Linked DNA regions of Mus musculus: region 1 is linked to region 2. A link is a contact called in public ChIA-PET data. All regions are on one chromosome and are shown on one strand. Each heading gives the region's core, a stretch centred on a gene start, on an enhancer-like site or on the middle of the called end of the contact. The rest is flanking DNA. Distances are from core to core; before and after follow the strand shown. Region 1 overlaps Uxs1 (UDP-glucuronate decarboxylase 1). Region 2 overlaps Nck2 (non-catalytic region of tyrosine kinase adaptor protein 2).

The links. ChIA-PET counts read pairs in DNA pulled down with a chosen protein or histone mark.
Region 1: an RNA polymerase II ChIA-PET map of memory CD8 T cells shows a contact between it and region 2, with 10 read pairs. The contact joins two enhancer-like sites. A contact is called at or near these places in 1 of 484 Hi-C or Micro-C datasets (CD4 T cells), 3 of 115 datasets of contacts at active chromatin or transcription factors (effector CD8 T cells, memory CD8 T cells and pancreatic cancer cells) and 1 of 9 other capture datasets (liver).

Annotation. Positions count from the first base shown.
Region 1 is chr1:43,767,168-43,770,640 of GRCm38.p6, reverse strand. All of the region lies in intron 9 of Uxs1 (UDP-glucuronate decarboxylase 1), which reads left to right. Among named protein-coding and RNA genes, the nearest start is that of Ecrg4, 38 kb to the right of the region's middle. Within about 2 kb of position 1,785, at least 67 of the 459 cell types and tissues checked have an H3K27ac peak or open chromatin away from gene starts, as enhancers often do. A contact at or near this core is called in effector CD8 T cells and memory CD8 T cells, where this site is marked.
Region 2 is chr1:43,541,240-43,544,424 of GRCm38.p6, reverse strand. The region is part of intron 3 of Nck2 (non-catalytic region of tyrosine kinase adaptor protein 2); the gene reads right to left. Among named protein-coding and RNA genes, the nearest start is that of Nck2, 97 kb to the right of the region's middle. Within about 2 kb of position 1,919, at least 64 of the 459 cell types and tissues checked have an H3K27ac peak or open chromatin away from gene starts, as enhancers often do. A contact at or near this core is called in effector CD8 T cells and memory CD8 T cells, where this site is marked.

The sequences.
Region 1 (3,473 bases), core at 536-3,035, 230 kb before region 2:
TGGGAGCAATGTTGCCAGGCCCACATCTAGCCTGTGGGCAATATGGGAGTTCTCTTGGCCCCTGACTATTTGTTTCTGACCATCAGTCATTCTTTTATGTGGATGATAGTACGACATGAAGCTACAGTTCCCTTTTTATGATGGGCCTGGAGCACTTAGCTTCCTTAGCTTTTTAATGCAAAATAACTTATGTGGGTATCAGGCTCTAGACCTCTCTGCTCTGTTTCTCTGCCAGAGGTAGACATGAATTCTTACAGATGTAGCATAAGTCATGGTGTGAGCTTCCAGCTTTCTGTCCCTATTCTCCGGGTTGTAAATAGTGGGCCCCCACACAGGGGTATGTTGCTGTCACTCTAGCTCTACCTCCTAATCCATTGGGCACTTACTCTGAGCGTGTAAGGTAACCCCTGTAGAGAAGGGAACCCATAGCCTGATTACCAAGCCCCCTGCCCTGCTGGGCACCATGGTGTCCTGCCTGTCAGGATATGCTGCTGGCTAGAGGTGACATAGTACATGGGGTTACCTTGCATGCTTAGGGTAAGTACCCAAAGGCTCGGGAGCTGGGGCTAGAGTGACAGCAGCATGCCTCAGCTTTGCTGAGGCTGGGTTTCCTTAGTCTTCCCTCCTTCCACCTAGCATGCTTGAGGTAAGGAGAGTGGGCTCCAAACTTGCTCCCAGGTTCCTGGCTCCTAAGTGGAGCTTGAGATACCTATATACAACATGCTCTGCCCTGCTGTCTTGACAGGCTGCTGTGGATAAGTGTCGTAGTTAGGGTTTTGCTGCTGTGAAGAGACACCATAACTGAGGCACTCTTACTAGGACAACATTTAACTAGAGCTGGCTTACAGGTTCAGAGGTTCAGTCCATTATCACCCAGGCAGGAGCATGGCAGTGTCCAGGCAAGCATGGTGCAGGAGAAGCTGAGAGTTCTACATCTTCATCTGAAGGCTACTAGGAGAAGACTGGCTCCCATGTGTTTAGGAGGAGGGTCTCATTGCTCACCCCCACAGTGACACAGTTCTTCCAACAAGGCCACACCTCCTATTGTGCCACTCCCTGAACCAAGCCATAATCAAATCACTGCAATAAGGAAGTATCCAGTGAGGTGGCATAGCTCTGAAGCCGAGGGCATCAAGTCTAGCAGTAAGCACAGTTTTTGACAATGCCCAGAGCAGCAGCCCATGCATTGTTTACTCTAGGTATCAGTTGTTCCTTAGCCAGAGCTTAGTACCAAGTTGCTACATGGTAGCATCAATTTTGAGTTCTAAATATAAAGCCTTTTCAGGTAGTTTTAGAGAAAAGTATTTTAGTTGTTAGGATTTATGCTTTTAGAAAATCCTGAGTCATGTTTATATTAGCAGAGTATTGATTTGGTTATTTTAGTCACTACAGATTTTTACATACAAGAATGCATCCTTTTTGTTAATGATTATCTTTTTTCAGGGCTGTACATGGAGTGTAAATAAATAAATCTAATGTAAGGAATGAAAATGTAAACAAGATAAATAGAAGTCTGCATTGCCTTTTTATTAAATAAAATGTTGCCTTTTAACAATTCTCTTTCAAGATTCTCATAATTAGTGAAATACCCAGATATATTCAACATAAAGTTTTATTTCATTGCACATCTTTTAATGGGGATCGAAGGGCAAAACAGAGCACCCTTCATGAATAGTTTGGATCTGTCAGAGAGGAAGTAGGTTGGTGCTTCTGTGTGCCTGTGGGCACGGAGTCTTTGTAATGTGGGGGTTTGCCCTGGGGCTGTTAGTCAGGGCTTAGGGCACGTTTGTACTCCTAGCCTTCTGTGAGTATACCTCTGAAGTCATGGCCCACCCACTTTCTGAACTGAGTCTGCATAACAGGCTACCATTCATAAAACCGCAGACCAACAGAGCAGAAAGAGAACTTAGAAGTTACCTGGGGCAGTAGCCTTGAGGGCATATTTACTTTTTGGCATTAGCATACTTTAAAAAAGAAGAGTTGCTATGTATATGACACTAGAGGGCTTGATGTGTTTGCTGGCCCTGGCCTTGTTCCCAGGGTGTCTGCTGCCCACATCCTGCTACCCCACATAGGCATCTGCAGTGTGGTATTCCCTCCCTACTAGCTTTGCAGTGCTGTCAGCATATCCAGACACATAGCAACCGTAAGAAGTTTACTTATTAATGCAGTAGTCCCTGTTATTTTTGAGGGAGATACACTTCTACACCCCAGGGGATGTCTGACTGAAAAGTGCAGGAATCTATATATGTTATGCTTTTTCTGAACATGTATAACTATGTTAAAATTTAATTTATAAGTTAGGCATAGTAAAAGATTATTTGCAGTTACAAACAGACCAATTGTAGCAATATGCTGTGGTAAAACTCATAGGCACAGGCTGCCTCCTATCTCCCAATGCTACACTCACTTCTGGCTGACTGTGGGTAACTGAAACCATGGCTAGTGGATCCACTTCACTAAAGCAGATGTGCTGAAGAGGATTGTCAGGGAGCTGCAGCACAGCTGCCTCACCCAGCCTTATGTGGCTTTTCTGCCACCCTCCAGAATGAACGTGAGCATCCCTCAGCCTAGTGAATTGCACTCCTCAGTGCAAGACCTCGGTGTGTGAGAAGCATCAGAGAATGAGATGACTCAACCTCCTTTCCCCATTGATTCACACATTTTCAGGGTACAAGAAGACTTGGACATATGGCAGAGTAGGGCTACCATTTATGGGAGCACTGTATATAGTTTTCAGGTCAGTATAACTCAGGCTTCTCCTGCAGGACAGGCGATCTTTGTGTAATGGAGAGTGACACTTTTCTGCGTAGACCCGTTCCTCTGTCCTTTGAGGACTTCCTGTCATTGAGCAGTGATCAAAGCACAGCATCTATGACTTAATAGGACACTGTTCAAGGCATAGCTTATGTTTAAGAGCAGTCTTAATGGAGAGCCCATTTTACTCTCTACCTCAGGACTTGACCATTATAAAAGAAGCAATGGGATATCCGATGGCACCTTACCCTTGTGGGTGGTACACTAGTCCCAACCATTGTTCTCCCTCAAGCCTGTGATTAATCTTCCCCAGAGTGCTGTGGGATTCCACCATATCGTCCTGTCGTTCTGGTGGGGAACAGATACTGAGAAACATTGTACATGATCACTGTTGTTTAGATTGAAAATAATTTTTTAAACAATATATTCTGATCATAGTTTCTCCTCCTCCAAATCTTCCCAGCTCTTCCCTATTTATTCAGCTCGATGCCTTCTTTTTCTCATTAGAAAACATAACAAAACAAAACAGCCAGGTTTTTAAAAACGAAAAATAACAAAGTGAAAGCACAAGAAACACATATCCACACATGTACACACACATATCCACACACGTACACACACATATCCACACATACATATATACACACTCATACACACATGTACACACACAAATACATGCACACTACATACATACATACATACATACATACATACAT
Region 2 (3,185 bases), core at 670-3,169:
CCATTTTCAGACACATGGATAGAAGCTAACAAAGATGCAGGCCATATGGGGAAACACAATCAGAAACATGTAAGACAGATTTACATATTCCTAGGCATTTTCAGTTCATGTCCCTCTGTTCCATGGCTTGATTTAATTCTTTAGCTCAGGGGGGGAGTTCTTTAGAAAGTTGCCACATGGTAAGATGTAAGAAGCAATCAACACGTCAGTTATCCAGAAAAACAGTCCATCTTAGGGTCCCCAGGGCCAAGTCCCAGGATCTGCCACGGTCACCATGTCTGTTCCCATCCCTTATGTAAGACAGCAGGCTATTTGCATAGAACAGAATCTAAACACATCCTCCCATATAGTGAAGACAAGAACAATCCATTATAATGCAAGTGCTATGTAGATGATATACTATATTGTATGGCCTAAAGACAAGAACAGAGACCTATACACACTCATATAAACACAGTAATATTCCTGATTATTTTCAACTTGCTTCTGTTTGGTAGAATCTTTGGTGTGGAACCTATAAACAGAGACAGGGACTCACAGTAATGAATCTGACCTTCTGTCCTCCATGAAGACACAAGGGGCTACGGCAGCCTAGTGGGCGGAGCAACACGGATTTCATGCACTCTACTGCTAGCTCCACACCTGCTTCTCCAGGATTTCTTAGCTATACCCCTCCCACATCTCATGGTCTCTCCTAGATTTTGTCCTATTAACTTAAAAAAAAAATCTTTCTCTATTTCCTAATTATCCTCCCACTGATCTGTTATAAGCTGTTTTATATTTTTGGTTCTAAATACTTGGAAATGCATGTGATACAAAAACAAATATGAATTATATGAATTATTCTGAGTGTCTGGCAGCACAACAGTATAGAAGTTTCCATAGTATTCCAGCAGCAATCCATGTGGCAGCCTGTTTCTACTGTGAACAATCTGGGGAGACAGAGTTGTAATGGATTCTAAATAAGAATGCTTTTGCGTTTAACTCATACGTGCACAAGGGTAGATAGTAATGACACCACAGAGTGGGTGAAGTCATGACAGACTTCTAGAGAAGTCTGGACATCTGAGACAGAATTGAGGTCCTGCTTCTTTAATGTTAAAATTTTCCAGGGGTGTGTTGGGCTGTGTCCTGATCTTTAATGAAGTAGTTCCACAGAGTGACTTGGCTAGGAATCATGTTCTAAGGCAAGATGGCAAGCAGACTTCAGTCAGTACAGAAAAGCCCAGGACTTCTACAGCAAATGCACTGCCACAAATCAATATCTCCCTTAACAGGATAAAAACCTCAAGCACTCCAAAGAACCAAGAAGTAAAGGGCCTGTCAGAAAACTTAAATGCCCTGGCGAATATCAGGCACCCTGCAGAGACAGCCCATGTGCTTTGCACCAACTCCATTGAGAGCAGCAAGGAGCCATCCAAGCAACTTAACTGAAATGCATACAAAGGGTAAATCGAAACAACAGCCAGGGAGCAACCAAGTCACCAATATGAACAGTCCACAGGAATCAACTAGACAGCTCACTCCTTTCTCCCTGGGGTCCCCTAAGAGACTGGAGAACGGCAGAGAGTGCAGGCAGGCTTCAGTGGGTTTGAATTTCAACCTCATGACTTACTGTGTGTGTGTTCTTCAGCACAACAGTAACTTCCAAGACTCAATATTCTTCTGAAAAATGAGGTACTCACTTCTCTTTTATGGGTGAGGCAAAGATTAAATAAGTGAAGCCCTTGCTGATCATTCTCTGAAAAGCCACATGAGGTCAGGTGGGGACCTGGGTTTTCTGCTGTGGGAGCTTTCTGCTGGGCTTCAGAGCGACCGACAGCACAATGCCCAACTGTAGAAGGAGTCCACACCTGTGTATCAGCTCCTGCATGCTATTGTAAAGTTCTCTAGCCCCTTTCTGCCAGGGAGTGAAGCCGTGACAGCTTTTAACTAACAGGATGTGGTATTTTGTTACCCCTCCCTGGCATTAGTCTATTGGTGTTAACTATTCAGTTAGCTGCAATCAAAGATAGGAGGAGCAGCTGCCCCTTAAGCACTCACAAAGCTCAGGAGTTCTGCGTTCAGCAGGCCAAAGCCACATCCAGAAAAGACAAAAGCAAACCCTGAAGAGGACTGGATACTGAAGGTTAGCCATCAAAAAAAGAAAATGATGGAAAGGCTGGCTTGAGGTACTTACTATGCACCTCAGAAATATCAGGTCTCTGCTGTAGTCACCAAATAAAAATGATTTAAATGGCTCTAAAACCCGAAATTCACAGAAACAAAGCAACTATGTTCCATGGCTTAGCCTCCAGACCTATGTATAACAGCAGACTCTGGGAATAAGCACCAGTATACATGAGGAGGTCAGAGGAGGGCAGCGGGCATCTTGCTCTACCATGTTCTGCCTTGCTCTCTTCAGACAGGACCTCTCACTTAACCTGGAGCTGGGTTAGTGGCCAACAAGCTCCGGCTCCACCCTACCCCACTCCCACCCCACCAGTGTTAGGGGCGCACATATACATCCAAACACACTTGACATTTTCCACAGGCTTGGGGAGTCAAACTCAGGTCTTAATGCAAGTGTTCTGACCAGGTAGGCCATTTCCCCTCCTCTATTTTGAAACAGAGCCTCATGCAGCTCAAACTGGCTTCAAACTCGGCTATGGTTCCAAGGCAGACCTCGAACTTCTTCTGATCTTCCTGCCAGGATTGCAGGTATGTGTCACCACGTTCCAGCTAATACATTTTCTTTTCCTTACAAAGGAACCAGTCTGAGGTACTTTACTCTGGCAGCAACAAAAATGTAAGCCGTGAGCTCTCTATACTTAACAGTCATGCAGGAGTGTCCCCACCTGTCATTTCCACCAAACACACCCACTCCCTCTCTACTCAACTCATACAGGTCTCCTCTCCAGGCCACTTTTATTTATTTACTTTTATTTTTATTTTTTCCTGTCTCTCCATTTCTCTTTGTCCTTCTGCTGGTCTTTTGGGTTCAGAATCCCCAAGTAATCAATGACTGATGCTTCTGTGTTCCACGTTGAGCCGCAAGGTCTGGAAAGCACCACTGTAAATTTCACTGTAAATGAGCTTCTCCATTCTCACTACTGAGCTCAGGGCTTGGAAAGTCATGCATGGGTCATGTTGAGGCCCTGTTTCCAGCCTCTAAAAACAGACACCGTCCTCTGTTGTCCTAGCCT